2 separate regions of the Zea mays genome follow, and region 1 is linked to region 2. The links are chromatin contacts, called in public Hi-C maps. All regions are on one chromosome and are shown on one strand. Each heading gives the region's core, a stretch centred on a gene start, on an enhancer-like site or on the middle of the called end of the contact. The rest is flanking DNA. Distances are from core to core; before and after follow the strand shown.

What was found. Hi-C and Micro-C count contacts between places; a contact is called where the count stands out from the background.
Region 1: a Hi-C map of ear shows a contact between it and region 2, with 3 times the contacts expected there. The contact joins the promoter of LOC100280577 here to the enhancer-like site in region 2. A contact is called at or near these places in 3 of 25 Hi-C or Micro-C datasets (ear, leaf and tassel).

The regions. Positions count from the first base shown.
Region 1 is chr5:154,796,909-154,801,272 of Zm-B73-REFERENCE-NAM-5.0, forward strand. It overlaps LOC100280577 (ribosomal protein S24), which reads left to right and starts at 2,451. Exons shown (of 4, transcript NM_001374579.1): 1 at 2,451-2,694; 2 at 2,786-2,956; 3 at 3,665-3,751; 4 at 3,901-4,156. The coding sequence starts at 2,569. The coding sequence ends at 3,930.
Region 2 is chr5:154,641,550-154,645,801 of Zm-B73-REFERENCE-NAM-5.0, forward strand. No RefSeq gene overlaps it. Among protein-coding and RNA genes, the nearest start is that of LOC103627063, 43 kb to the left of the region's middle. Within about 2 kb of position 2,707, at least 17 of the 20 cell types and tissues checked have an H3K27ac peak or open chromatin away from gene starts, as enhancers often do. A contact at or near this core is called in ear, leaf and tassel, where this site is marked.

The DNA.
Region 1 (4,364 bases), core at 1,201-3,700, 160 kb after region 2:
CCTCAATGACAATCTCATTGGGCACTGTTGGCGCCTGTGCCCTCAATCGCAGAAACCTTCGGACATATGCCTGAAGGTACTCTTCATGGTCCTGGGTACACTGGAAGAGAGCCTGAGCAGTGACCGGCTTCGTCTGAAACCCTTGAAAGCTAGTTATCAGCATATCCTTCAATTTCTGCCAAGAAGTGATTGTCCCTGGCCGAAGAGAAGAGTACCAAGTCTGAGCAACGCTTCTGACGGCCATAACAAAGGATTTTGCCATGACTGCCGTATTGCCACCATACGAAGATATAGTTGCTTCATAGCTCATTAGGAATTGCTTGGGGTCTGAGTGACCGTCATATATAGGAAGCTGGGGTGGCTTGTAAGTTTGTGGCCAAGGTGTAGCCTGCAATTCTGTTGAGAGAGGAGAAGCATCATCAAAAGCAAAGTTTCCATGATGGAAATCGTCATACCAGTCATCCTCATTACGGAAGTCTTCCTGGTGAAACTCTCTGCGTGGAGGCCTTCGGTTTTGATCATCTTGAACAAGATGACGAACCTCTTCGGAAGCTTCATCTATTTGCCTCTGAAGATCAGCTAGACGGGCCATCTTCTCCTTCTTGCGTTGAACCTGCTGCTGAAGGATTTCCAAATTCTGAATTTCCTGATCTAGATCATCCTCCGGAGGTGTTGGACTGGCAGCCTTCCTCTTCTGGCTTCGTGCCTCTCTAAGAGAAAGGACGTCTTGATTGGGATCCAGCGGCTGCAGCGTGCCAGCCCCTGCTGCTGAAGCCTTCTTCGGCGGCATGACGAAGGTGATGCTTGCCGAAGGTGTTGAAAAGCTCAAGAAATGGAAGTGAGTTCACCGGAGGTGGGCGCCAATGTTGGGGACTTGTTCTCAAGTGCTATGAGTTAAGAACAAGGCAACATAGAAAATGTTAATTGTTAAAGTCCTTCGTCCTCCGAAGCATTATTTCCCTTAGGATGTAATGGCTTGCGGACGAAGGTTACGAAGGACATACCTTCATACATTCATTAAATAATGGCGAGGAATGAAATATAAAGAATATTAAAGACGATATAAGCAATCATATATTATTATCGGGCATAAACAGAAACATTGTTGAATTACAAGTGTACCTTCAATCGGAAGGGAATGACAATACAAGCGTGACGCAAGAAGCAAATGCCAAGTCAGCGTGAACAGTACGGGGATACTGTTCACCTATTTATAGGCACGGGACACAACCCTTACAAAATTACACTCATGCCCTTTACATTTGATAATAATTCTATAGTAGTCTATCGAGGTCTGAATAGCCTTTTCATCTTTAAGTCGGTTCCACTCTTTGCTGTCACGCCGAAGCTTTCCTGCTCGCACCTTCGGCTCTGTATCAACCTTCGTATTATTCCGGTCTACAGCGATGCCGACCTTAGTCCGAGGATACCTGTTCACACATTGTACTCCAGAAATACTGTTAAATCCTGTTTTTGAGGACCTTCGGATGCCGAAGGTCCCCAACAAGATGTGAGGAATTGGGAGAGAAATCAACAAAAAAAAGTTTTCTAGTCTTGTTCCTTTGGTCTTTACCAATGTATAAAAGATTTAGGAATAAGTCTACATGACCCTCCGATCTTTAGATGATGGTCTATTTCACTTCCTCACCTTCAAAATCAGTTATTTAACCACCTTAACTTTATAAAACCAGATAAATAACCTCTAAGCAGTTTTAGTCGACGGTTTTGATAACATAGCATTAGTTTTATCCTTTTCAATTATGTCTTTACCTAGTGATTAAATTTTATGCAATTTTACACAAAAATGGTAATTAGAGATTATATCTGCCCTATTTTTCTCGTAATTTTTGGGGCAACAGTTTAATTACTAAAAAGAACAAAAGCTACATAAAAATAGCTTAATATTTTTGTCCCCGATTCATTTAGTATCTTATTATACTAAAATTTTAATAGAGCTAAACAATACTATTAATAAACATTTGTTGATTTTATTAAGCACGCTAAGTAGTGGTTCTTCTAATTACTAACTAAATTAATTTTATATTTTTAAAAAATACCTAGCAAACAGTAATAAAATAATCTCTAATTTCTAACAGATCTCATAAACTAATGTAAATATTTTCAAAATTTTCTAAGAACTTTAAATCTAAAATGACTACCCACCCTCCAATCAAGTCAAAGGAATTATGTATTTATGTTGAGCTCAGCCACACTTGGCCGTGCAGACACGTAACACGTTGTCTGGCCCAAGCATGACAAGCAAACAACCAGACAGCCCATACCTATCTTGCGCGCGTGCATGCAAGTAGAGGATTTTAGAACAGGTAATGGGTTTCCATGCCGTCCAATGTAGACCCGTTAATAGTTTTGGCCCATCATTGTTGTAACATCTAATAAGGCCCACCACTCCGTTCCCCTTGTCAGCCACGGCGACGTGACCTAGGGTTTTCATCAGCATAGTATATAAAATTCCGTTCTCTCAGTCCTGTTTCCCCGCCGCCGCCTCCAAGCGCCCCAGCGAGCCAGCTCCGGCGAAGTCAATCCTGCGCTCCGCAGGCAGCATCAAGCATGGCGGACACGAAGGCGTCACCCGCGGTGACGCTCCGCACGCGCAAGTTCATGACCAACCGCCTCCTCTCCCGCAAGCAGTTCGTGCTCGAGGTTCTCCACCCGGGCCGCGCCAACGTCTCTAAGGTCAGTGCGGTGCCCAAGCGTCGGAGCCTTCGCTGCGAGATCCTCTCGTTCTATTAGCGATTTTGACGCGTGTGATCGCTTGATATTGCAGGCGGAGCTCAAGGAGAGGCTGGCTAAGATGTACGAGGTGAAGGATCCCAACTGCATCTTCGTCTTCAAGTTCCGCACCCACTTCGGAGGCGGCAAGTCTACCGGATTCGGTCTCATCTACGACAACGTCGACTCAGCCAAGAAGTTCGAGCCCAAGTACAGGCTTATCAGGGTATGCGTCTCTTGCTCCTCCCGTTTTTCTCACTCGTAATTGGATTCATAGGTCTCCATGTTGAATATACTGCCTGGTATACGCTGAAAGCTCAAAGCTTTAGTTTATTGTGGCCATTGATGTACATTTATGTTCGCTGCTCCTTCAGATTATGTCGCTCATTTAACATATTTCTTGTGGAACATTGATATTTTTATCAGATAGTATTTTAGATGAGAAACGAATATCTGTTGCTCAGTCGTGTGTTCAGATTATGTCGCGCATGAACCCTTTATCGCCTTAGTGATGGCGATGCTGCTACATGGTTGAAAATGATCCCATGATGATATTGACTCCCATTGCACTGTGTGTTTTGTAGTATTTTTCAAACCGGGATATTTTTGAGTCAGTTCGAGGAGTTTACATTATATTTGTTGCTAACTCGCAAATTTTGCTATGGTCTTTCATTAAACTATGAATCATATGGAATTCTGGGCTACAGCAAGCAAATATCGTATCCTATTTTTGTGAATTATCCATGACCGTTTTGTGTATGGAACCTAGCTTAAAAGACCAGTTAACGATTAGCAGGTCCATTTGTATGCTCCCTTCACATAAAAAGTATCCTGCAAATCCATGTTACATTGCAATGCAGATTTTGTGATTGAAACAACACTGTCTGTATTGGTCCTGCTTATTTTTGACAAGAGTGTGTTTGGGTTTCTGCAGAACGGTCTTGCTACCAAGGTGGAGAAGTCGCGCAAGCAGATGAAGGAGAGGAAGAACAGGGCGAAGAAGATCCGCGGTGTGAAGAAGGTATGCGCACTTGCATTCATCTGACTGTTGTGTCTAATATTACTGCGCATTTGGAATGTGGGGATTTCATTGTGTTTCTGTGGTTCTGATAAAAAAATAGTTATTTTTTGCGTGTAACTGCTAATTTTTTTGTTGGATTGGTTTTGCAGACAAAGGCTGGGGACGCCAAGAAGAAATGAGCAAGGTTTCAGTGTACTTTAGCCGTCTTGAGTTCGAGTAACACCTGTTCGCCGTCAGAAATTTTGTACCCCATGTCGCAATGCTTTGATCTAGAAAAAGAGTTTTTTTAGCTGTTTACATCGACTACTGGTACATTTGAAAAGGCATATTCCCCATCTTTGTGGCAATGTCGGGGCGATACCATGCTGGGCCGAGAATTTTTAACGAAGTTATACTTTTGAAAGATGAAACGTGACGTCCGTGAGCCTAGATAGTAGCGTTGATTCCGTTGCGGCAGAATCTGTTTCTGAAACGGTACATTCTGTGAAACGTTATGTCCGTTTCAGAAGACTCTGGATCGGCTCTCGTCCCTCGCTTGTTCGTGCGGTGGTTCTGTTCAGCGACGCAGTCACACCCAGAGATGTCAATAGGGCCTCTTCCCTGCCGGTGAATT
Region 2 (4,252 bases), core at 1,457-3,956:
TGAATCGAAGAAAATTAAGACCTCTTGGAAGCTTGCCGGCTAAGAAACCATAGCTTTCAGCCCATTTCTGGAGGAGAAAAAAAATAAAATAAAAGCGGAACCATTACTTCAAATAATTAACGTGCGTGCATGCACTTGAGTTTTACTTTTGCGAAAAGATGCACTAAATTTAAATGCCGTACTATTATGACTCTGAAGAAAACTAAAAAAACAAACCTTGTAGCTTGCCGACTAAGAAACCTTAGCTTTTAGCCAATTTTTGGAGGAAAAAAAGCGCAAAACCATTACTGCTACAAATAATGTGCATGCACGTACTTGAGTTTTACTTTAGAGGCCGTTTGGATATACTCATTTTAGAGGAATTATAATCTACTTAATACTTAGAAATTTAACATTTCCACCAACTTTTAAAGTTTAAGTATAAACCTATATCAAATTAATAGGGTGAGGGCTAAAAATTGATTTTATGTATCACCAGACTATATTTTTATTCTGAAATTTATAAAACGATCTTCGACTCCCTCTCCTCTAATAGAAATATAGCACATAAATATCTTACATAAATGGCCAATAATAGTATACAAATATATTCCACATAAAACTATGTTAGCTTAATTGATTAGTGCCTAAATTATGATTATTAGACTGTAATTCAATTCCAAAGATCTAAACAGTGCCTTAGCAAAAAGCTTGGGCTCAATGTAGGTGCCATATTATGACTCTAGAGGAAATGACTCATTGTAGACATGCATGCAAATTGTTCATGAGCCGTCCAAAATTTATTTCTATTGGTAATTAGAGGCCCACCACTAATCCCCAAAAGACAAGACAAGGGATTCCAGCATGAAATTCGCTTCCATTACAAGTCTACCTAAAAAACTGTTATTAGACCATTTAACCAACTCAACTAGAGACCCTTTTAAGATACCCACAAGACAAGCTAGCAAAAATCTAGAAGTTTACACAAAAAATAGAATTCCAGACATCTATTCCGTAATATAATAACCACAATTGACAATAGTAACCGTCTAATATATTATGTTTTAAAAAAACAGTTTGCCACTATAAGAATGGTATCATTCATACATAGAGTTCTTTAATATTTTTCTTTGCATGACAATGTTGAATAATTGGATATGATACATGGCAACTAATTCAAGGCCTTGCATTTACTAGTTGCAAATGGATATCCTAATGTGCAATTGGTTACACATTTTGCTTTTTCATCATTCGAACCTTTCTATTTTTTTTCTCAAACACACGTACCATTTTATTAAGATAAAATTTTATTCAGATGTAATGACTGAACCACGGGTCAAGAAAACCCGGACAACACTCATAGTGCTCTAGAAAGGCTACAAAAGAAACTAAAAATAAAGACGGAGATCGACACGGCCAAAACAACCACACTATTGTCATAATCCCTTTACACTAGTCGATCACCAAATGGTACACTCGTAACTGAAAGCTCGCAACACTGTTATAATGTTTGGAGTAGATCCATTAAAAACACAATTGTTTCTATGATTTCATATTTTTTTCAAGACACTAATAGTGCCACTAAATTAAACCCCTTCTTGTAGTCTTATGCCACCTCTTTAACTGCCTTGCACCACTAGCTTGAGAACTTATGAGTTGATGGTTGAGGTGCAACGGAGGCCAAGCCAATTTTCTGCAAAATGATGTACTAGAAGGCAGAGACGGGCCCATGGGTTTCATGGGTATTCATTGAATACCTAAGTTTTTGGTGATCTATAGTAATTTGTCAATATTGTATTACATAAAATAGCGTTAGAGCACTAATTTTTTTAATCTTTTGAATTTTTGAATACCCAATCTCAAATGTCTGGGCCCGCTTCTGCTAGAAGGGGCAAGCACTTGGGTGGAGGAGTCCTCTTAGAGGGCCAGTCTGCCATTCAACAACAATTAATTACTACAAGTCTATAAGTCAAAATGAAGAACTTGCAGCGGAGAGGAGCTAATGATTTCCAAATTCGTTTCAAAGGAAAGCAAGATCGAACCAAGGAAAAAGGCATTGTAGGCCGCCTTGGACCACTCAATTTTCTAGTTTTAGCGAACATTTTATCTTACTTAATGTAACTACAAAGATTTTCGTCATAATATTGCAAGCACGGCAAGAACGGACCGACTACCATATATGCATAAATTGATGAGTGCTGCTTCTGCAAAACAAAAGATGCCAATTTTTTATCTTTACACGCGGGAAAGGATTACATACACAAGCTTTTCGTCATCTGTAGACGTTCGCATATTGTAACTAGCTCTACAGTTTGAAACTATGAGTACAACTTAAGGGGTGTTTAATTTTTAGGAACTAATTTTTAGTGTCATTATTTTATTTTATTTTAGTTTTTAAATTATCAAATATGAAAACAAAAAGTAGAGTTTTAGTTTTTGTATTTGGTCATTTGGAGACTAAAATAGAAAAAATAGAGAGACTAAAAATTAGTCCTTAAAAATCAAACACAGATTTACAAGACATCATGCTTTTACAAGAGCCTTCATTTAGCAAAGTTTTTATTTGCCTTTTCGAAAGTAGAGCATCCAGCCCAACTACACAAGCTAAAGCTAGCAACGCATCCAGACCCTAAACGGCCCGTGAAAAGCCCAACGCTACACACCCACGAGCAAGTCCGGACTACGGAGCTCAATCGGAAGTAGCGCACCCGTGGGCCATCGCCCATGGGCCATGGCCATGCCTCCTCCTTTGGCACAGGCCACAGCCCAACATGGACAACGTCTCAGCGTCATGAATAGTGTTGTATACAACTCATGCCAAGCCGTTACCCTGCTCGTGAATTTTTGTTTGTATTTTCTTTATATTTTTATAGTCGTTTTCGGAGTGGCGCTACTGCATTTGTTCGTGTCTAGCTTATGGGCTGCTGGCTGGTGTGCATGCAACGTCTGCATTGTTCCTCATGTCACTCGATAGAATTGGGATCGAGGTGCCTGAAGGAGTTCCCCTAGGAAGTAGGAACTTTGGATGGCTCGGTTCTCAGAGTCTTCTGCTAGGGAATCAGTCATAGAGGTGGAGGGCTCTGTCACTAGAGCACTGACGGGTGGACAATTTTGAGGCAGTGGTGGACCAACCAAGTCATCTACCAGATTTGTCGATGTCCTGAAATATTCCACATTCAACATATATTTAAATATATGTTTTCAGCTAAAAGATGATGATAACTATGATGTTGTCGTACCTTGCAGATCTTCTTATCTTGTTCTTGGGGAAGTAGGAGAGCCTCTCTGGGGCTGAGCCTTAGGCGATGTTTGAATACACTAGCTCTAATAATTAGTTAGCTAAAAATTTAATAGTAGCATTAGCTAGCTAACAAATAGCTAGTTAACTAGTAGCTAATTTACTAAAAATAGCTAATATCTAAAATATTAGCTAGGGTGTTTGAATGTCTTTAACTAATTTTAGCTAATAACTATTAGTTTTAGTACATTCAAACACTCCCTTAGAAGCTAAGTCATCTTGTCTTGATGGCTAAGTTGTGTGGTCGACTTCGACTAGGGCTCAGTGATGATCTCCTTTGGATAGCGTGGGGGAGTTTGAACCTTCACTCATTTCGACCACCATGGGCTATATGAGGTGGAGGAGATTCATCGTCCAAGACTACCACTAGGGCTTTCTCTTTATTCCTCTTCTTGGAGGAGGAGCCTTGGTCTGAGTTGCAAGTGGTGCATCTTTAGAGGCCCTCCTAGCTAGTTATTCAGGAAAATGGTTGAGGCCTGACTTTTCGTAATTCTTTGAAATTCATGCTAGATTCTATTGAGGTCAAAATAACACCAACATCTAACATAGATTACAACAAAGTCAGAGTTGGGTAATTCTAAATACTACCTCCATTTTCTTTTATTTGACGCATGATAGTTCAATTTTACACTAGCAAATGTCAAATAAAAAAGATCGGAGGGAGTACAATATTAGATGGCCGAGTTGTCGGACATACCTTGGCTCAAGTTTCTGTCAAAGAATACGTTTCGATAAAGTAGCCATCAGGGAAATCTCTAAGGGCCAGTTTGTTTCCCTTCATTTTAAGGAATTGTAATCTAACTAATATAGTAGGCTATTTTTTAAGAATGTGACATTCCATAACTTTCCAGAGTGTACATAAAATCCTATCTCAAATCCATGGGGTAAGAGATGAAAATTAATTCTATAGATTTACATGCTACTTTTCTAATGTACAATTCATAACAGAGTCTTCTACTTGCTTCTCTATAACAT